Regions from separate parts of the Mus musculus genome. Here regions 1, 2, 3, 5, 6 and 7 are each linked to region 4. The links are chromatin contacts, called in public ChIA-PET, HiChIP or PLAC-seq, Micro-C and promoter capture Hi-C maps. All regions are on one chromosome and are shown on one strand. Each heading gives the region's core, a stretch centred on a gene start, on an enhancer-like site or on the middle of the called end of the contact. The rest is flanking DNA. Distances are from core to core; before and after follow the strand shown.

Evidence for each region. A called contact is a pair of places that touch in the nucleus more often than the background predicts. ChIA-PET counts read pairs in DNA pulled down with a chosen protein or histone mark. HiChIP or PLAC-seq counts read pairs in DNA pulled down with a chosen protein or histone mark. Capture Hi-C pulls out chosen DNA fragments and counts their contacts.
Region 1: a promoter capture Hi-C map of liver shows a contact between it and region 4, with 3 times the contacts expected there. The contact joins the promoter of Idh2 here to the promoter of Zfp592 in region 4. A contact is called at or near these places in 2 of 39 promoter capture datasets (liver and pre-B cells), 2 of 115 datasets of contacts at active chromatin or transcription factors (memory CD8 T cells and pancreatic cancer cells) and 1 of 9 other capture datasets (liver).
Region 2: a promoter capture Hi-C map of liver shows a contact between it and region 4, with 4 times the contacts expected there. The contact joins the promoter of Zfp710 here to the promoter of Zfp592 in region 4. A contact is called at or near these places in 1 of 39 promoter capture datasets (pre-B cells), 1 of 484 Hi-C or Micro-C datasets (B cells), 1 of 115 datasets of contacts at active chromatin or transcription factors (memory CD8 T cells) and 1 of 9 other capture datasets (liver).
Region 3: a contact with region 4 is called in a Micro-C map of embryonic stem cells, with 7 times the contacts expected there. The contact joins the promoter of Ramac here to the promoter of Zfp592 in region 4. A contact is called at or near these places in 1 of 39 promoter capture datasets (the 3T3-L1 cell line), 1 of 484 Hi-C or Micro-C datasets (embryonic stem cells) and 1 of 115 datasets of contacts at active chromatin or transcription factors (embryonic stem cells).
Region 5: a contact with region 4 is called in an RNA polymerase II ChIA-PET map of memory CD8 T cells, with 45 read pairs. The contact joins the promoter of Cib1 here to the promoter of Zfp592 in region 4. A contact is called at or near these places in 1 of 39 promoter capture datasets (pre-B cells), 1 of 115 datasets of contacts at active chromatin or transcription factors (memory CD8 T cells) and 2 of 9 other capture datasets (adipose tissue and liver).
Region 6: an RNA polymerase II ChIA-PET map of memory CD8 T cells shows a contact between it and region 4, with 6 read pairs. The contact joins the promoter of Tm6sf1 here to the promoter of Zfp592 in region 4.
Region 7: a FOXA1 HiChIP or PLAC-seq map of pancreatic cancer cells shows a contact between it and region 4. The contact joins the promoter of 3110040N11Rik here to the promoter of Zfp592 in region 4. A contact is called at or near these places in 1 of 39 promoter capture datasets (cranial neural crest) and 2 of 115 datasets of contacts at active chromatin or transcription factors (microglia and pancreatic cancer cells).

The regions. Positions count from the first base shown.
Region 1 is chr7:80,113,937-80,116,636 of GRCm38.p6, forward strand. Idh2 (isocitrate dehydrogenase 2 (NADP+), mitochondrial) reads right to left here and starts at 1,414. Exons shown (of 11, transcript NM_173011.2): 1 at 1,226-1,414. The coding sequence starts at 1,340.
Region 2 is chr7:80,024,849-80,027,548 of GRCm38.p6, forward strand. It overlaps Zfp710 (zinc finger protein 710), which reads left to right and starts at 1,380. Exons shown (of 5, transcript NM_175433.5): 1 at 1,380-1,635.
Region 3 is chr7:81,761,596-81,764,295 of GRCm38.p6, forward strand. It overlaps Ramac (RNA guanine-7 methyltransferase activating subunit), which reads left to right and starts at 1,358. Exons shown (of 3, transcript NM_025997.2): 1 at 1,358-1,461.
Region 4 is chr7:80,992,383-80,995,082 of GRCm38.p6, forward strand. Zfp592 (zinc finger protein 592) reads left to right here and starts at 1,302. Exons shown (of 10, transcript NM_178707.4): 1 at 1,302-1,380.
Region 5 is chr7:80,231,398-80,234,097 of GRCm38.p6, forward strand. It overlaps Cib1 (calcium and integrin binding 1 (calmyrin)), which reads right to left and starts at 1,408. Exons shown (of 7, transcript NM_011870.5): 1 at 1,113-1,408; 2 at 947-981. The coding sequence starts at 1,163. It overlaps Gdpgp1 (GDP-D-glucose phosphorylase 1), which reads left to right and starts at 1,496. Exons shown (of 2, transcript NM_178752.3): 1 at 1,496-1,808.
Region 6 is chr7:81,857,676-81,860,375 of GRCm38.p6, forward strand. Tm6sf1 (transmembrane 6 superfamily member 1) reads left to right here and starts at 1,326. Exons shown (of 10, transcript NM_145375.4): 1 at 1,326-1,865. The coding sequence starts at 1,774.
Region 7 is chr7:81,788,013-81,790,712 of GRCm38.p6, forward strand. 3110040N11Rik (RIKEN cDNA 3110040N11 gene) reads right to left here and starts at 1,443. Exons shown (of 5, transcript NM_026077.4): 1 at 1,343-1,443; 2 at 438-564. The coding sequence starts at 1,372.

The sequences.
Region 1 (2,700 bases), core at 164-2,663, 880 kb before region 4:
TTGAAGGCCTGAGGCACTTGATGGGGCTTCAGAGGTTAGAGGCAGATCCCAAGAACACAAAAACATGTATGTCCCTTTCTCCTTGGCAAAGGGGAGTGTCAAGGGCCCCGCCCTCTCCCTCCTCCTGGCCCCCAGCTTCGGTCAGCTGCTCCCACGGTGAGTTAACGATTACCACTCTAGCCAGAACAAACCCCATAGCCAAACCCACCCCCTCTTCCTCATTCCTCTGGCTAACCCCAAGGGGTTTTGAGCCAGGTCAGGATAGAATTTCCGTGGCAACAGGCATCAAAAGAGGCCACCAAGTGCTCTACATTGTTCCGTGCCTTTTGTAGCAAGGCGCTGAGTAGCAAGGGTATGAAAGATGCCCACATGCCAGGTTGGGCAATCTGTTAGTAATGGAGACTCTAAAACCCTGATTATTTTGTCCGGAGTTGCGCCTTCACGTCTAAGAAGTAAGCTGAAGGCAACGCAGAGATCTCATGGGAACGACTGACTGCAGAAAAATGACAATATGCGTGCAGTGCCAGGTCTCCACAGCTTGTATGCCAGGCAGGACCCACTCACATGCAGCAGCTCGTGGTTGGCCCAGCAAGGGGCCAGGAGAGGGCCCAGACTGAGCGTCCTGCGCAGCGAAGGGTGGGGGAGTGGCAGAGAAACAAAAGCGGGAAAAATGGAAGGACATTCCTCCAGCTGTCGAGTAAAGGTTCCAAAAATAGCTGACGTGGGCCTGTTGGAGAGGAGGGACCAGAGTACGCAGGGATTGGAGAGAAGGGGAAGTGGAGGCCTCTCCTCCTCGCCTTTGTCTGAGCCGGGAGCGCGAGGTGACCCTCCTCTGCCTAGGGCTGCAGCAGGCCGCTCCAGCCCCTCTTGGTCGCTTGTCCCCTCCAAAGGCCCAAGGCAGTCATGATACCCCACCCTGGGTCCAGGTACCTCTGGAAATGCTCCCCCGGAATACCTGGAGAACCCCAGCCCTGATAGGACCCAGCAATCCCGCCCCAGGCCACCAGCTGCCACTATCCCCTGGGTCCCCACCCCTGCGCCTGCAGCGGCCCAGGCGCGCGGGGCGCGGGAGCTCGGTGTAAGGCCACCTCCCGGCCCTTTGTAACCCGCACGCCGCTGTTCCCCGACCGCCGGCGTGTCGCGAGTGGCACTCCAGGGTCCCCCTCCCGGGACGTCGCCACGTCGCAGCGCTGCACGCGAGCCCGCCCCCCGGTGCGACACTCACAGTGGCGCCGCGGCTGCTCCGGCCAGCTGGGGACAGTCAGTGCTGCCGGTGCCCAGGTCCGCGCTGAGCCCGAGGCTCTGCAGAGCGAGCTCACAGCCCGCAGGTAGCCGGCCATCCCGAGCACGCGAGGTCCGAGCACGCCGCTGCACCGGGCTGTGCGGTGGGGACTCTAGGCTGGCCCTGGTGGCTGGGACCCAACCGGGGCGGAGCTGCAGAACCTGCCGCCCCATTGGGTCTCACCCGGGAGAAGGCGGGTCCACGCCAGGGCAGGAGCCTGCTCGACACCCTTGGGCCTGTTCCAGAGCTCAGGCGGCCCCAGTGCTGAGCCCGCGCTTTCTGGGAGCCTCCATATATCCTCAAAGCATCAGGTACCGGGGAGACCCATCGGGCCGCGGGGGCTCACGGCTGCAAGACTCCCCGCTTCCGTTAGAATGTCAGCTGCAGACACGTCGCCTTAGTCCCCTGCGTCCTTTGCGTTTAGCTGACCGACGGACCTGAGGCGCTTTCATCAAGACAATGACAAGCTTTGCCGTCTTGAACCTAGACCATGGCAACTTGGGTCTCCCCCAGGTAGCGTCCAGTTGGGTGGACTAACCAGGATCGAGAGTTGAAATGCCAAGTACGGTGGAGGCAAGAGGATGAGAAGTTAGGCTACATACCAAGTTCTAGACCAGCCTGGGCTATATGAGACGCTGCGGGGCGGGGCGGGGGGGGGGGCGGCTGGAAATCCTCCTTCTGCTCCTGACTAGGCCAAACTCCTAGCCCCAAAGTCCTTCATCATGGCCGACTCTGTCTCTTCTGGACATAAGAGTGCCTGCCAGGAGACTTCTGTGACATTTGTGTGTAAAGGTTTGAGGTATGTTCATCCTTCAATAGTACAACCACTGCCCAAGTTAATTATATTCTATGCTAGTAGTTATGTAGCCCTGAAGGAAAGCCCATGTCTCCTATATCCTAGGCAAAGGTCCATCCACAACCCAGCCCAACAGCTCCTAGTTTACCTGTTTGCGTGGGGAAACAAACAGAAACATACAAGCTAAATCCATCACTGTTCATTTTCTTGAAGTAGGGGTCACTGAAGTCTGGGTTTTGTGTATCAAATATCACAAATCCACCCCAGCTCTCCCAGTCACACCAACTCACTCCAGATGAGAGCAACCTTTCTGCCCTGTGCTCCCAGCTTCCCAACCCAGCTTCACAGTGTTGTCAGGTGGAGCTATGCCAGGAAAGTGGCCTTGAACTGCCAACATCAAAGCTTCCCTCCTGGAGTCTCAATCCATCCGAGTCACAGATTTGGTTCTGGGATCCAGTACAGAGAGTATATGCAAAGGAGAGACATCTGGGTCCCTCCAGGGACTGAGGAAAGGAATAGGAAAGTCTGGCCTGGGGCAGCATGTTCCAGAACAGTCTGAGAGCCCTTCTACGAGATTCCCAGTTCTCTTGTGTAAACACCGGTAAAGACCACAGAGGTTGTT
Region 2 (2,700 bases), core at 130-2,629, 970 kb before region 4:
AGGGGAGAGGATCCAGGCTTCCCTTCAGCTCGGTGACCTGGTCCGGAGCCACAGCTTCCCTCGCTTTGTCTGGGCCCGCCGAGACCTCACGTTTCTCGCCCAGCTGCAGCCCCAGTCCAAGGGCCAGGCATCCAGCAGGTGCTCAATACTTACTTGGGAAAATAAGAAATGTGGCCAACTTTGCTCTGGGAACTTTTCCCCCGTGTTGTCTCCACTCCTCTGGAGAAGCCGAAGACAGAGCTGGTCTTGGGAGCACGCCCAGGCGCCCCATGAATAATTGACCCTTGGTGGCGACACTGCCCCGCTCTGTCCGCGGGCTCCGTACCCGCCCATGCGTCGGAGTCGAGCGGCGCAGCTCTTGAGTGGCGGGTGTCCGGGAGGTTGGAGGCGGGGTGTCCGGCCTGTCCCAGAGCTGGGAGGAGGCCAGGCTATGCCGAACCCCGGGCCCCGCGGGGAGCCACAAGGGCCCAGACCTCAGCGAACGACCACGCCTCGGCGCCCTCCAGCAGTGCACCCCGGGGTCGAGCCTAGGCCCTGGGCTTGGGGAGGATGCGAGGGACCCCGAACTCCTCTGAACCCCATTCGCACCCGGGTCCCGGTGATAGCAGCCGGGGCCGTTCCCTCGAGTCTGACCGTCCAGGGCTCTGCGAACAGCTGTTTAAAGGCTCTTTACTGTTGAGGGCTCTGCGGCGACGTTTGCTCTAAGTCCCATCTGCCCACTTAAAAAATATATTAAGTGAAGAGCACCCCCAGCTTCCACCCCTGACTGGGGAGGGGGCAGGTTGAGCCCTAACCCGTATTCGGAAGGACTGGCCACTCGGGCTCCCCCGACCCCAACCCCCATTAGCTCTTATTTGGGATAGGGCACCCCAGACTTCCTGGGGGCTGCTCTCTGGAGCCCCCTTTGTGCCTGGCAGGGACAGCCCCCCCATTTCCATGCGAGGTTCTGACGCTCCCTTCTCCCCCGCTTGTTAATCTTTGTTCCCCTTTTCTGCTGAGAGGAGGGGAAAAAAAAGAGGGAGAGGGCGAAAGAAAAGAAGGAAAAAGGCGTGACTCGATTTTCAAACGAAACTCCCACAGCAAACAAAACCCTTTTAGAGAAATAAAGGAGGAAGGAGGAAGAAAAGAGGGAAGGGGAAGAAAAAAAAGAGAAGCCTCCAGGCTTGCAATTCGAGTAGGAGAGTTGCAGCGAGAGAAAGAAAGAAAAGAAGAAAAATCCTCTCTGCGGTAGAAAGAGAAAAAGAAAACTTGGGCCGAGGAGAGGGGGGTGCTGGGGGGGTGGAAGGAAGTGAGAAAACAAAAGAGAGATAAAAGGGCTGCTTTTCTGTCTCTCTTCCTCTGCGAGCAGGCTTAGGAGGAGCTGTTTAGCATCCCTTCACGTCAGCCCTGCCTCATTCCCTTCTTCCAGGGAGGGAGAGAGCGCGAGCGAGAGAGCGAGCGAGCGCGAGAGAGAGCAGGAGGGAGAGAGAGAGGGGGGGAGAAAGAGAGGAGCCGGAGGGAGGGTGGCAGAGCAGGGCGGGCGCGCGTGGAGGCGGCGCGCAGCTGCAACCCGGGCGGTGGGCAGCAGGAGCCCCCGGCCCGCCCGGCCCGGCCAGCCGAGGGCCCCCAGCGCGAGGAGCCGCGCCCGGACCCAGGGTGAGTGTCCCGCGAGCCCGCGGCCCCGCCAGCCCCCGGGCGGCCCGCGGCGGGGTGGCTGGGGGGCGCGGGGGTGGGTCGCTGCGGCCGCGGTCGACCCGCCCCCCGCCTCTCCCCGGGGACGGCGGCGCGCAGGCAAACATGTCGTCTTTTCCTTTCACTTCCACATTCCCTCATGCCGGAGAGCTGGAGCGAGAGAAGGGGAAAGAGAGAGAGATGGCGTCTGGAGGGGGGGAGGAGGAGGGAGGAGAGGGGGAAGGGAAGGAGAGAGGAGAGAGAGAGACAGAGAGAGAGAGAGAGGAGAGAGAGAGAGAGAGAGAGAGAGAGAGAGAGAGAGAGAGAGAGAGAGAGAGAGAGAGAGAGAGAGAGAGAGAGAGAGAGAGAGAGAGAGAGAGAGAGAGAGAGAGAGAGAGAGAGAGAGAGAGAGAGAGAGAGAGAGAGAGAGAGAGAGAGAGAGAGAGAGAGAGGCACAGGCAGAGAAGCAGCAAAATGAAAGGAAAGCGCGGCGGTAGCGTGGGAGGCCGGGGAGGCGGCGGCGGCGGTCTCCGGCCCGCACGTGGGTGTCGCGGCGCTCGGGGATGCTCCCCCCGCACCCGGCCCGGGACTCAAAGTTTCACCCTTCGCCGCCCCGCCCCTGCGGCTGCCCACAAACTTTTTACTCCGGGAGCGGGTGGGGTGGCCGCGCGGCCCGGCCGGCAGGGTGGCTAGGGCTCAGCGCGCAGCTGGCGTGCCGGGCGCCCCTCGAGGGCAGCGGGCGTCACCAGCGCGGGACCCCGGCCCACCTCGGTGGCCCCGTCTCCGACCTGTTGAAGGCGCACCCCCCGGGCCGGGAACCGGTGGGCAGATCCCCACGGCAGATCTCGAGCCTCCCGTGGCTCGGCCTCCCTTCCTCGCCGCCCCCTCTCCCTCTCCTCGCGGTCATTTTCCTAATTGGACGGAGCTGTGGGGCGTGATCGTCGGCGTCAGACGGAGGAGCCCCCCGAATCGGGTGGTCTTCCCTCCACGACTCTCAGACCCCACCGAGCCGGCCTCGGTGCTACCCCCCACCCCTCCGCCCCAGCTGCG
Region 3 (2,700 bases), core at 108-2,607, 770 kb after region 4:
TGTATAAACAGGTAGAAAATGGTATTAACACATAAAGTTCTGAAGGTACTGTGGAACCCAGCAGAAGTAAAACTCATTCCCTGTAAAGTCTTAGAGAATGGATGTAATATCAATGTCAACATCTGGAGGTCGTGGTGGTGGTGAGGTGGTGGGGTGTGTGTGTGTAGGGGAGTGGCAATATTCTAAGCATAAGGGAACACTGGCAAGCTATAAAAACATAATGAGTATTCGTGAACTACTGCATTTGGTCTGCTTTACTGTGAGGGAATGAAAGAGAAATATCAGAAAATAGAATTTTGAATCCAAATTAAGATTGTTGGCCTTGGCAGCAAGGAGTTATTGAATATCTTGCATCCCAGTTGTGCTTGAATATGACTATAACTACGGCAGTTGTCTGGTGATATGCTGGTGAGGGGCAGTGACTTAGGAAGAAGGGCATCGGTGCTCTGTTCAGGGAGTGTAGAGAGAACTTGGATGAGGAGTCAGTGGGGATGGGAATGGATGAAAACCAGAGTCACAAGGACCAAATAACAGAACGAGACATCTGACCAGGGCGTGGAAAGAAAAGGTATTCTTTTTTTAGCTTTATTTTATTTATGAGTACACTATAGTTGTTTCCAGACACACCAGAAGAGGGCATCAGATCCCATTACAGATGGCTGTGAGCCACCATGTGGTTGCTGGGGATTGAACTCAGGGCTCCAAGAAGAGCAGTAAGTGTTCTTATCCTCTCCAGCCCTAAGGTATCCCATTTTGACACTAAACTTTCCAGGCTGATCGTATTCCCAAGAGGAGGGCAAGGTCCGGGGAGCAATCTGAGAAAAGTGGCTAGTCAACAGCTGGCATTGCCACACTTGCAAACAACCGAGAAGAGCGGAGACTTCGGGAGCGAGCGGAATACGGGCAGTGGAGGCGTGGGTTCGTCTCTGCAAACACACATAGACAACGGTGCGCAGGAGCCTTACTGCCCAGGCCGGCTAAGAACCGGGTGGGCATCGCCCAAGCAGAGCAGTCTCGTCTGCTCCTCCGCCCCGCCGCCCGGGCTCCGGCTTTGGGGTCTCCATTGACAAGCAGCCTTCCCTCCTAGTCCTACTCTCAGACTTCCCGTACCAGTGCACCAGGCACTGCCAGTTCGAGGGATTTTATACATGACGATATCCTCTCCCCGACGGTCACCAGGCACTGGCTGCGAATGACCGCACTGCCCACCATCGCCACTTTGCTCGACCCTGCGGAGCTTCCCTAGGGCCGCGCCAAGGTTCGAATGTGAGGGGCGTGGCGGGGGGGGAGGGGGAAGCGAGGATTTCTAGATCTCGAGAGACTTGGCACGAGACTCCGCCTTACACGCTCCGGAAGCGGAAGTCGGGTGGTTGAGGGATTCCTGAGCGTTTGTTTACCTTGGAGAGCCGGGTGGGGTGCGGCGGTGTGGACGCCCGAGGTCTCCAGTGCGTCCCATGAAGGGTGAGTACCGCACATGGCGGATGAATCTCCCACCCGGGGCGGCGGAGGTGATGGGGGCCTGGGGCCGGAAAGTGCGAGAGGCCGGAGGTCGCTGCCCCTCGGAGCCTCTTTCTCCGCAGCTCGGCTCCTGACGGCAGTTCTGGAAGGAGCCGCTTTGTCCCGGCCGTCGTCAGCCGCGCGTCGGCTGGCGGGCTGGGATGCGCAGTGGTTAGTCAGTCATCCTGCTCCGTGCTCGGGGCTCCGCTCTGGAGAGCAGCCGAGCCAGGGTCGGCCGACCGCAGGCAAAGCTCTGTGCGGTTCTCTATGTGGTGAGGAGGTTGGTGGGATCCAAGTGCCAGGAAGGCTGTCGGCCGCAGCGACAGAGAGCGCGCGGCCCCTGGTTGCCCGTGCCTGACCTAGCTTGTAGCTGGTGACGACCGAGGCGACGAGGGTCGTCGCCTCTCCGAGTTCCTCCGTGGAAGCTCGAGTTTCCTCGTAGGCTGCTAGGACTGAGATCCTTGGGTCTCTAATCCTGCCCACTCAGATCGAGACGTGTGTGTGCACAGCTCCTCTGCCCACGCACGCCTTTGCGGGGTGGGGAAGAATTGTCTGTCTGCGGGTTGTGTGTCTGTCTGTCTGCGGGTTGCGTGTGCTGGCGCCCGCAGAGGCCGGAAGAGGGCGTCTGTTCCCCTGGAGCTATATTACAGGCAGCTGAGAGCAGCGTGGGTGCTGCGATCTGATCTGTGGTCCATCGGAAGGGTAGTGAGCGCTCTCGACCACTGAGCTATCTCTCTGACACTTCCCTCATCTTTTGAGGTTTCTTCCAAGACCCCCTTCCCCCCAGCCGTATTTTCTTAATATTATTTATTCTATTATTTCTTTTATATGTTTATTATATAATTATATTTTATATATTATGTAATTGTGCTTTATGTGATTATTATACATATGTATTGTATATTTTTACATCATAATAACATTTTTCCCTTTCCTCCCTTTAGACCCTCCCTTTATCCCCTCAGCTCTTTCAAATTCATAGTCTCTTTAGTAATATGTAGATATATACAACCTGCTCAGTTCATATATTGTTACTTATGCGTGTGTTTTCGGGGCTAATCAAATATGGCATTAGAGAACCAGTTGGTGTGCTCTTCCCTTGAGAAGACTATTTCTCTTGCTCTCCGCATTCCTTGGTTGCCTGTAGTTCTTTGTTAAGGCCTCTTGACTTTTCCCTCTTCCACATTCTCTTGTCTTTTGGTA
Region 4 (2,700 bases), core at 52-2,551:
ATCTTTCGAATCTTGTTGGACAACACGCCTTTTCCTTGGACTTCCTCTTCCCCATTTCCCATCTTTCTGGGATATAAACTATAAATGACTCTGTCTTTGGCTCCTTGAGCTCTCGCTCTCTCTCAAACTGGAACAAATGAAACAAACCTTTCTTTTTACTCCTTCTTAAGATGGAGGCTAGTTTTCCCTTCCTCTCCCTGCCAAACTTCTGGAAAGAATAATTTCTCGTAACTGCCTTCACTCCTTCATCACTACCGCACTCCTCATGCAGGTGTTGGGTTCTGTCGGGTCCTGGCACACAGCAGACTCAGCTGAATGTCAGCTCTGGCCCTTTTGCCAAGTGTGGGCTTTTTCCTGGTTTCTTCGGGAGGAATTTGCTCATGCTTAGCAATCCTGCCTGGCACCAGAACTGGCCTGCCAGTTCCCACCGTCCGACCCTGCTGCCTTACTATCGCGTCCCCAAGGGACTCCAGGTTCTTGGAAAGTCCTGCGGGTCAACTTGGTAATTTTTTTGTCGGCCGCCTCTCCGAGTTCTTGCCCTGGAGTCACAGCCTCCCTGGTGAGCCTGCGAATTGCCAGTCCACCCTGAGAGGTTATCAGCTCCCTCCACCCCAACCCCTCCACCTCCATTCCACTCTCCGAGCGTCCCTTGGCTCCCCCAGAGGTAACACGTCTGAGCGCCCCGCGCCCGCAAGCATGTCCTTCCATCCTGCGACGAGTAGCCATTTAAGGCGCACCTGAGTGCCCAGGCCCACTGCCCTCCTGCTTCCTTTCACTTAGCAGTGCTGCCTAGGCCCGACTCGCCCAGCTCTCCGCGAAGACGACTTCTTCCGAGCTCTTGAGGCGCTCGGCGTCCGGTCGGCCCATAGCCGCGAAGGTACAACGCGTCCCTCCGGCAGGCGGCCTGGGCCGCACCGAGGCCTCAGAGGCGCGTCCGAGCTTCCCGGGCCCAGGTGGCCGGGAGAGGCCGCGCCAAGGGCGGCGGGAGCCAGCCCAGGTCGGAGTCCCGGTCCTGCCTGCGCCGTCCTCGCCCCGCCCCTCCCCGGAGTCAGCGTAGCCAGGGTCGCACCAGCCTGAGGCGGGAGGGAGGCGGAAGGCGCGGGGCCGGGCCAGGCCAGGCCGGGCCGGGCCGGGCCGGGGCAGCTCTATAGCCGCACCGCCCTGGCCGGTGCCCAGGCCCGAGTCGCCTTCCGCCCGCCCTTCCCACCCGCGGCCTCAGCCAGGTCCCGCCGCCAGCCCGGCTCCCGCCCCCGCTCCGCCCCCGGAGCCGCAGCCCCGCCCGCCACCGCCGTCGCCATGTTGTGGCTCCCGCAGCCGGCGCTGGGGACGCGCGCGGCCGAGCCCGGGGCCTGTCGCTGCCGCCGCCGCCGCCGCCGCCAGGTAAGCGCCCCCCGCCGCCTGGACGGGGCGAGGCCACCATCCGGGCCGCTCCAGCTCGGGCAGGGGAGTCTGAGAGGAGCGGGCTCTGCCCGCGCCGCGGCCCGGCCCTGCAGCCTGGTGGACCCTGCCCGCCGCCCCAGGCGGCAGCCACTTCCCCCGATCGCCGCCAGGCGGGCCCTGGCCACCACCCTACCCCGCCCCCGGCCCGGACCCCTTCCGCCGCCGCCGCCCGCCGATCGGGGCGGCCCGGGCACTCCGCTGTCGTCCCGCGCGCGACAGGCGGCCGCCCGCCGAGCCCCCGGCCCAGGCAGGGATAACGGTGCACTTCACCAGGCTGGGACGCCCTGTCAGCTCCACGGTCCCCGCCGCGCGAGGACCTGGCGCCGTCACTGGGCAGACACTTAGAACATCGGCCCTCCTCGGCGCCCCTCAGTCTCCCCCTCAGCCTCGCCCAAGTTCTGACCCCGGGGGTTCCTTCTCCCGGGGCAGACAAGTCTTCCTCCTCCAGAGTTGGGGTGCTTAGGGGGGGGTGACCAGGCCTGTTGATCAGGCTTGAACTGATTTCTCTGCGGGGTCTCTTCCTGCCAACCGAGGGGCTAGTGGGGAAAGGCTCCGTGTGACCCGGGGAGGGGGAGGACAGGAGAGCGTCTGCTGGACAGATGGCCTCCTGGCCTTGAAGCAGCTTTTGTGAGGGGGAGGGGTCCGTATGACCTTAGGTATGCCTGCTCTTGAGAACCTAAGATTATTGGAGGTGGTCAGGTATTTTTTTTTTTTTTTAACTATTTTTACGAGCAGACCAGAGGTGACATTAAAAGTCCAGGGTTGAAACAACCTACAGGCCCACCCAGGGAGCATGCTTTGTAGCCAGGACAAGCCTAGATAGTTTCTGCTTTAGGAGAGTGGGATTCGGGTGGGTAAAATGGGTTTGGACCAGGGTTTGCCCGTGGCCTGTGCTCGTGTAGGAGCTAGAGTGTGATTGTGTCAGGTGTACACCGGCTGAGCACACAATGTGCTTGGCCTGATGGGTGCTGAGTGGGACTTCAGAAGTCTATTTGCTAAACTGACAGGTACATTACAGTGGGAAAGAGAAAGGAGCCTGGTGCTTTTTTTTTTTTTTTTTTTTTTTTGGACCATTTCTACAGCTCCACTGAAGATGGCTTTGGTTCATTACCCCTCCCCCCATCTCCACTTTTAACCAGGTTGGCCACCAAGCTCCGGTCTTAAACCTCCCCCGTAGTTGGGACTTCAGGCAACCATGCCTAACTGAAAACATTTTTTTTTCTGAGTATTTGTAGTATGCGCCATGACAGAACTAGGTTT
Region 5 (2,700 bases), core at 158-2,657, 760 kb before region 4:
ACTAGAGCTGAGACAATGAAGGAGAGACTCCATCTTGCCCAGGACTGCTGCTTAATTTTACATACCCTTGCCCTTTATTTAAATATAAACCTCACATCAGCTGGACATGAAGATTGACTTAAAGATGGGGGGAGGAGCGGTCATGTCCATTCTTAGCTTTTTTTTTTTCCCAGTATGGCCACATTGGATACATTTCGTTTCTCTGCTTTTCAATATTGTCCCTTTCCTTGGCCTACTGAGGACAGGTAGCACAGCCTAGCTGGTTAGGACTGCCTGTGTGGGCCAAGTACCTGGACTCTAACATTACAGTAACAAAAACACATGTTACCTCCACTCCAGAGACTCCTCTCAGCCACCACCTCTTTCCCAGTAGAATTTCATTGTGGGGCTAGGAACCTAACTCAAGCGCTCTGGCCAGCAAATCACTTATAGTGTGCTTTATAGTCAAGTTCTCAGAACTCTCTGAACCTGATTCCTTGATCTGTAACCTCCTCCTGAAGTAATGTGTGGATCACTCAGGAGCTACTGGGCAGAGTAAGGGTTCAGTAAACGTTAACGGTTACTGAATTAAACAGGTAAAGTTGGGATTGGAGCGAGCCACGTACAAGACCTCTTGGTTTTGCCAGAGGGCAAAGTCCGCAAAGAGTCACAGCAGTTCCTTTTAGAAGCGAGCAGGAAGCTCGGCAGTGAGGAGGCTAGAGGAGCTCAAACAGTTCAACTTTTCCTGGATACACAGAAGTGTTTGCGTGGTGCAAAGGTGAGGCTCTGGAGCGGGTGGGACTTGCACTCTGAGCCTCCGACTCCAGATCCAGTGATCCTGACATCCCAGAAGCACAGCCCCACCCTCGGAGGTGAGACGTCCAATCCGTATCCCGCGAGAAAAGTACCCGCAAAGCCCTCCCCTGGCAATCCCGAGTTGGAGGACCGGGGTCAGGGCAGCACTCACAGGAGGATCTCCTGCTTGGTCAGGAACGTCAGGTCCTGAAAGGCAAATCCAGACAAGGGTCTGCAAGCCGCCCGAAAGCCACGGCCGCCCCGCCACCTGTTCCCCGAACCCCACTCCCCTGCGCGGGCTCGCACGCGAGCTCCGCGAGAACTGGCGCCCCGCGCACCTGGTACTCGGCCAGCAGCTCCTTAGACAGGCGACTGCCCGAACCTCCCATCGCCGCGGTGCGCGCACAGCTAGGCCAACTCTCCCCGGGACGCCGGCAACTTTCTCACTTCCGTCCTCGGGGCCGCGTCCCCGCCCAGTCCCCGTAGCAACCGCTGCCTGGCCTCCGCCCCCGGGCCCGCCCCTGCCTACAGTGCCCCGCCACCCTTAGCGCCGCTCAGCGGGCCGGCTCCCGGCTCCCCGCGGGCCCAGGAGAGCTGGAGGGAGGGCCCGGGGAGGAGCCGGACGCATCGGGGCGGGGCCCAGGCCTCGTGGCCCCGCCTTCTAGTGGGCGGGGCGGAACGAGCCATGCGCACGTGATGCAGACTGCGCCTGCGTCGCGGTCTTCACGCGTTTGCTGAGTTCCGGGACCCGTCTGTGCACTGAGCCTTGAGATGCATCCGCCTCACCTAAATCAAGTGCAGAAGACCCCAGCTCTGGGTGGAGGCGGGTAACCTCCATACTCGCTCCCGGGCTGGAGGAGATCCGGTGCCCCTCTGCGGATAGGGTCAGTCCTAGACTGTCTCACGGGACAAGAGCTGCAGCCTCTGCCACCGTGCCAATTCTTCCAGAAGAAGCTTAGCTTCCTCTTGAAGTGGCTCTTGAAGGTGTTTACTGGATTGTGCAGTTATCGCCCATTCGTGGAACAGTTAGCAAGGTAGGCTTCCATTTTACAAACAGGTTCAATTTCAGTGATGTGTCCGGACTCCGGTATTTAGAGGTCAGTTCTGTCCACAGGTCCCTCCTGCTGTTTTATCGTCACAGCTGGGGTGCCTCCTTTGATTCCTCCCACAAATTGCGAGCTTCCAGCTGTAGGAACCAAGATTTGCCCTTCTCTCCTCTCAAATAATAATCAGATGCAAGTATGAACATATTTACACTGTGTGAAAAAGTGAAGATTCCAAGCTTCCGGAGGAGGAAATGTGGATTTTGTGATCTGGGTGGTCAACTTGGTTGGATCTGGAGTCAAGGAGAAGGGAAACAGCTTGACACTCCTGTGAGGGATTTTCTTTTTTCTTTTTTTTTTTTTTTTTTGCTTCGTCACCTGGCACAACAGGGCCAAGTCAATTACAATTTATTTGAGAATATTTTAACTTCGTACTGGACTGGTATTCATTCCTAGAGAAGTCTGGTCCTTCATCCGGCCAGTCCAGCTAGATGTTCCATACCCTCTGGGTAGGAGACTGTAAACCTTGCTTCTCATGCTTCTTTCTCTCTGCTCCTTCTTTAGCCTCCAGGAGAGGTGCAGGCTCTACCGCAAAGCCCAGGGGCTATGGCTTGCTTTCCTGGTCCACTCAGGGTCTTACCTCATAGAAACCCCTGAGCAGAGGGATTTTCTTGATCAGTTTATTTGAAGTGCGAAAATCTACTGCGGCAGTGCGCTCAGGTGGCAACCCGTACCAAACGGAAACGGAAGATGGCTTTTGGCCTGTTTGCCTTGGCTTGCTGATAAGTCTCTATCCTGTACCTGCCACTAAGGATTTCCTTTAATGACATTAGAATCATAGTGTTCCAGCTGCCAACTCAGATTGAAGACCAACAGCTCTCTA
Region 6 (2,700 bases), core at 76-2,575, 870 kb after region 4:
TATCCCAGGTCGGCCTCAGACTTGCTGGGTAGCTAAGGATGACCTTGAACCAGGGACTCCCTCTGCCTCCATCTCTTAGTGCTGGGATTTCAGATGAGCCCCCATCAAAGTCAGTTCATGAAGTGCACGAGGACAGAGCCTTAAGATTTGTGCACACAAAGCAAGCACGATCAACTACACCCCCAGCCTCTATTAAGTTATTTCCATAAATATGATTCTGAATTTTAAAAAAGCCCAAGCATGGATGAGAAGGAATAGAAATGATATGCAGCAAGTGTCTAGGTAGACAAGAAAGATTCAGAGCAGCCCGAGAGACTCAGGATACACGCAGACGGCTAAAGCAGCTCGGTGTGGGATGTGGAGGAGGTTGGACTGGCTGGGAAACTGGCCTAGGAGATGGCCTGGAGGAGAGAAGGCGCTTTGGGGAATGAAGGAGGTGGTAAAGGCAAGGAGCGATCATGGAAGATCGTGAGCGATGTCCAGGTTCCCACTGAGACTTCTGGGAGAAGCTTTGCGAGATGCTGCCGTTTGGACAGTCTTTACCCTTTTGTGCCCATTGTTGGCTGAGTTTTCAAGAAAAGGGAGGGCAGATAGTAGGAGAGCTGGCTTTGGAACAACCGACTGTCCTGGTGCAGGTTCATTTTCCTCACATTGAAAATGAGCCAAATGACCTGTAAGCCTCTGACCTAAAGACAGGAAGGCGCGCACTCTGCTGCCCCCACTGTTGCTCCGGAGCCCACTTCTTTTCCCTTCCCTGGGGCCATACCAACAGGACTCAGGCCCAGGGGGCTTCCTGAGCACACCCTGCTCAAGCAGCTCTTTGGGCGGCACTCTCATGCTCTACACCCAGACGTCTGGGAATATTCCACGAAGAGCCCTAATCTTCAGGACCTGCCAGGCTAGCCGGTGGTAACCTGGCCTCCAAAAACACTCCAGGCAAGGAATGAACGCTGCCTCAGTGTCTTACATCAGGGCATTCCTCTGAGGGTCAGTTCTGCTACAAAAAAAGAAAGGGAGCAGGAGACAGACCAGTGTGCTGAGCAGTGCAGGGCAAGCACTCCACGCTTGTTAACTCGGTCGATTTCCACAATCATACGAGGGAGCAGGTTATTCCCATTTCACAGAGAAATGATACAGAATGTTTCAGTAACTTGATCAAGGTCAAGGGGCGGTGAGTGAGCAACCAAGGTGGAAAACAAATATTTCCACTTGGCACTGGAACATTGGTTGCGGACGTTGATGGCAGCTGTGTGTAGGGAAGGGGTGCGCGCGGGGGGTGGGGTGGGAGGGCGGCACAGTGTTGTTCCAGGAGCATCTGTCCCCACAGGTCTCTGAGCCGATCTCGCGGGCCTGCGGGCTCTGACACCCTCAGATCTGGCTCCACCCTCTGCTGGCCCTTGGCTCAGCCCAGCTCCGTTCCAGCTCGAGGATGCCCAGCTCCCATCTGTGACCCGCGTCCTTCGCCGGGCCCTTCCTTTTCCCATTAAAGCAAGCGTCCTGGGGCGCTTGTCTCCTCGCGGTGGCTGCTGAGCCCTTGCGTTCGTTAGCAGGAGCCTGGTGGGGACGCCTCTGGGGATCGTACAGCGGCCCTAGAGCACCCGGGTGGTGCCTCTCTCTGTGCGCGCCGGGCAGCTACGGGCGACGGGGACGCGCAGAGGAGACGCGGCCGGGGGCCGCCTGGAAGGGCAGCGGCGAGGGGCGCGGCGCCGCCGGAAGCTGAGCCAGGGGACCCCCGGCGCGATGCGGTGAAAGAAGAGCGACCCGGAGGTGGCAATGAGTGCCTCTGCGGCCACGGGGGTTTTTGTGCTGTCCCTCTCAGCCATCCCGGTCACCTACATCTTCAACCACCTGGCGGCCCAGCACGAGTGAGTGAGCGCGCGCGGGGTAGACAAGAGCCCGCAACTTTTCCGCGGGTTTGGGACCGCGGCTTTGGGACTGGGTAGCTTCCAGAAACGCCACGCCCGCAGCATGAGGGAGGCACCAGGGTCACCCGGCCCTAGGTCCTCAAACTGGGCTAGGGCAGTTCAAGGTCTGAGAGCTGGGCGCCTGCTCTTTGCCAGTACTGGGTGGGTAGCTGATATTACCAAGGTCAATACCGAAATGCCCCTGCCTCCGAGGCTCTCAGACACTAGAGGGGTGCAGAGCAACACGGAAGGCACGAACCGCCTTATTTGAAAGGAACGCTTTCCTTGTATGGACTTTCACATACTTACCATTTTATAATTTTAGAAACTGTTGTGAGCGGCTAACAGAAATAACCATGGTTTTCTGAGCCTTTGCTACTAACAGGGTGACCTGGCTTTAGTGTTCTGGTCTGTCTTTGCACCTCAAGGATCTTGTGGGAACTTTGTGCAAGGGCGCTGTGAAAGGGATAGAGGTTCGATGCTGGCCAGGAGCAAAGGTTCAGTGATCAGTTTAATGCTAAGGAACCGACGAATTCTGTAAGGGCTCTGGGTCCCAGTCTTGGCTTTCACTTCTCTAAAGGGATCACTGACTGACGAGCCCCCATGGGCAGCCGAAGGCCTGGGTGGTCAGTGGAAAGGCGCCAGCGGTGGCCCTGCTGAAGTTGATTGTGGGCTGCTGGAGGAGGAAGTAACTGGCTGTGCTTTTCATAGCAGTTGGTGCTAAGGAAATTGCATCAATCTATACCCTGCAGCCCGTGCCAGACCTCCAGACTGCTAGCGGAGTATGCACACAGTC
Region 7 (2,700 bases), core at 193-2,692, 800 kb after region 4:
TTAGTGTCTTTATAAACTCTTTGGAACAGGAATAACTAAGAATAGTCTAAGCTATACATAGATTTCCTAATGTGTCCTTCCTAAACATTTTATTGTTTAGAGACAGGGTCTTGTTGTAGTCTAGCTGACCTCCTGCCTCAGTTCCTAACTAAGTACTTGTGAATTATTGGCATATATGACCAGGCCCATCTACAAAATACCACATTTTTAAAAAGGAAAAGATACACAGATTCCATCTGATTTGGTATTAAATATTGTACATTTTCTTTCAAATACCTCTATATGAGACTATAGAATGTTTAGATGGAGAAGCTTCTAAACGCAGACATAAAAAATACCATTTACAGTTACAGGATAAGCTTTTAGATAACAAGGCAAAAATAAGATGAAAACGCTGCTTTATCCACATCCAAATCCCACCCAGTGCTCAGACGTACCTGTCACAGCGTTCTGTCTGGAGCCAGGTTTGGCATGAATGGCTATGGTGACAAAACCTTTAGGGTCAGTTGCTACAGGCCCTGCAGCAGGAGGTGCTGTCTCTGGTTCTTTGGTTTGGTTTTTACCCTAAAATGACACACAATTTCACAGGTAACAAAATACTTCAGTTATTTTGAGCCATCACTACCCTCACCTTCACTAAACTGGGCCTACATGCAGAAACTAGCCACCACCGTGCTCCTCCCACATCCCTTCATGATCCAACATACAGAGACAGAGAGGGGGGTGGGGTGGGGCTGTCTCTGTGTAGGTATGTGTTCTACTTAAGATCTCTTGGCTAGCTTAGGACTTGTTCCCACAGTCTACTTTATCGTTTCTATTTCTCAAGAGAAGGGGCATTTATTAGTCATCTTTATAGCCAATGCATCCTAACGCTCAAGAGTGGGTGAGGAGTCCATTGCAGAAAGAACGACGACTGGTATTTAAATGCCATCTAACAACTTAACAGAAAACAACTTCCAGGGCAGTATGCGGACAGCGGGTATGAAGAGGAATAAGGATTCAAACTCCCTGACTTCAAGGGGCTGGGATCACAGCGACAGAAAACAAAGGGATATTAGGGGAGGGAGTGCAGTCTCATTGACAGAAGGAAGCGATCAGCCACCATAGGGAGGCAGAACGCACAGCCTGCCGGGAAGTGTAACCCTCAGAGTGAGAGAGCAAAGACGGTGGTCAGCGGGTGCGCAGTGGAGCCTACTCATCCTTAGGGCGAGCTAATGTGCGACCCAGGAAGTCTCAGACCTGGACCCGAAGGGAGGTCTTCCGCCCTCCAGGCGCTGCGTCTGTTCCCCGCCAGTGTAGCCCCGTGGCCCACCCTCTCCACAACACGAGGCTTGCCACTGGCCTTGCTTGTCGCACCGGCTTTCTTAGGCATTGTGGAACCACACAGGAGTCTAACAGAGGCCAAGCACACCGACCTACAGCAAGCAGCAGCATCCCAACCACGCAGGCGCCAGCGTGGCGGAAGAGTTCTGTGCGCCTGCGCAAGTCATGGGCGGAAGCGGCAGGCGCGTCGGCCGGCACCTAAGAGTGCCACCTCGCCCCGAGATGGCACTGTTTTCCTTCCTTTGCAACCTGCCAGCCTCAGGGTGTGATCCATTGGTGAGCCATCTTTGCCAGCAGAGGGAAAATTGTCACCTATCCTTAGGGTTGGCAAGAGCAGCCAGCCTCGGTGCTCGCCTGCCCAACGCGGCACCATGGCAATTCGCACAGGGCAGTGCGCAAGGAGAGGAGATCCACTGTGGAGTTGAATACAACCGTTCGTGAAACTGAAGCAGAGGCAAATCAATGCAAGTGCTAAAGTTAGGGACTGGCCTTGTCCAATAAGGTTAGAATGTATAGATGGTATATGCCCAGAGGTAGGAAGATCTGCTACCTAAATGGGAGATGGCTTGTTACCATTTTGAGGATCTTTGGGACCTGAATAATCTGAGATGGGGAAAAGATTAACTGAAGATGCCCGAGTCTACGGCTAGCAGTTGTGGCAGTCCGAGGGGGAGTTTTCAGGGTACATTAAGTTTGAAATGATTGGAGACATCCAAGTGGAATAGTTAAGGAGCTACCTGAATACATAACCAAATTATCAGTGACCTGTGCCAGTGAGAGGGGAGTTAAGGAGGAGGACAGAGACTGTGACAAATGTCAAAGGGCGACAGCATTCAGATTCACAAACAGGTGAGACTGGAATGTGAGTGCTGAAAACAGCCACTAAAGGTTGGGATCAGAATGGGATGTCTCATTTTACTCTCCCAGAGACACCCTTTCCACATGACACGTTAAGTGGTGTGTTGTGAGAAAGTGGCTAAAGCCTAAGACTCAGGTGATTCAGGTGTTAAACCACACCACACCTTTTTTGAAATACATTACAAATAGAGGCACAAAGTGGAGCCAAAACTATACTGTAGTAATTTGATGAATTTTGAGGTGAAATCATGATGCCCTAAAAATATTTACATTACGATTCATAACAGTAGCCAAATTAGTTAGGAAGTAGCAACAAAAGTAATGTTACCGTTGGGAGTCATCACAGCATGAGGAACTGTATTAAAAGGTTGCAGCATTAGGAAGGTTGAGAACCACTGCTCTAGAGACTTGACAGTTTTTATCAGGGGAGGAACACGGATTGGTGTATTTCTGATGGTGCCTGGATGGGCAAAGGAGGGGGAAGCAATGTCCTCTAAGGAACCGTCAGCCTTCTCCACA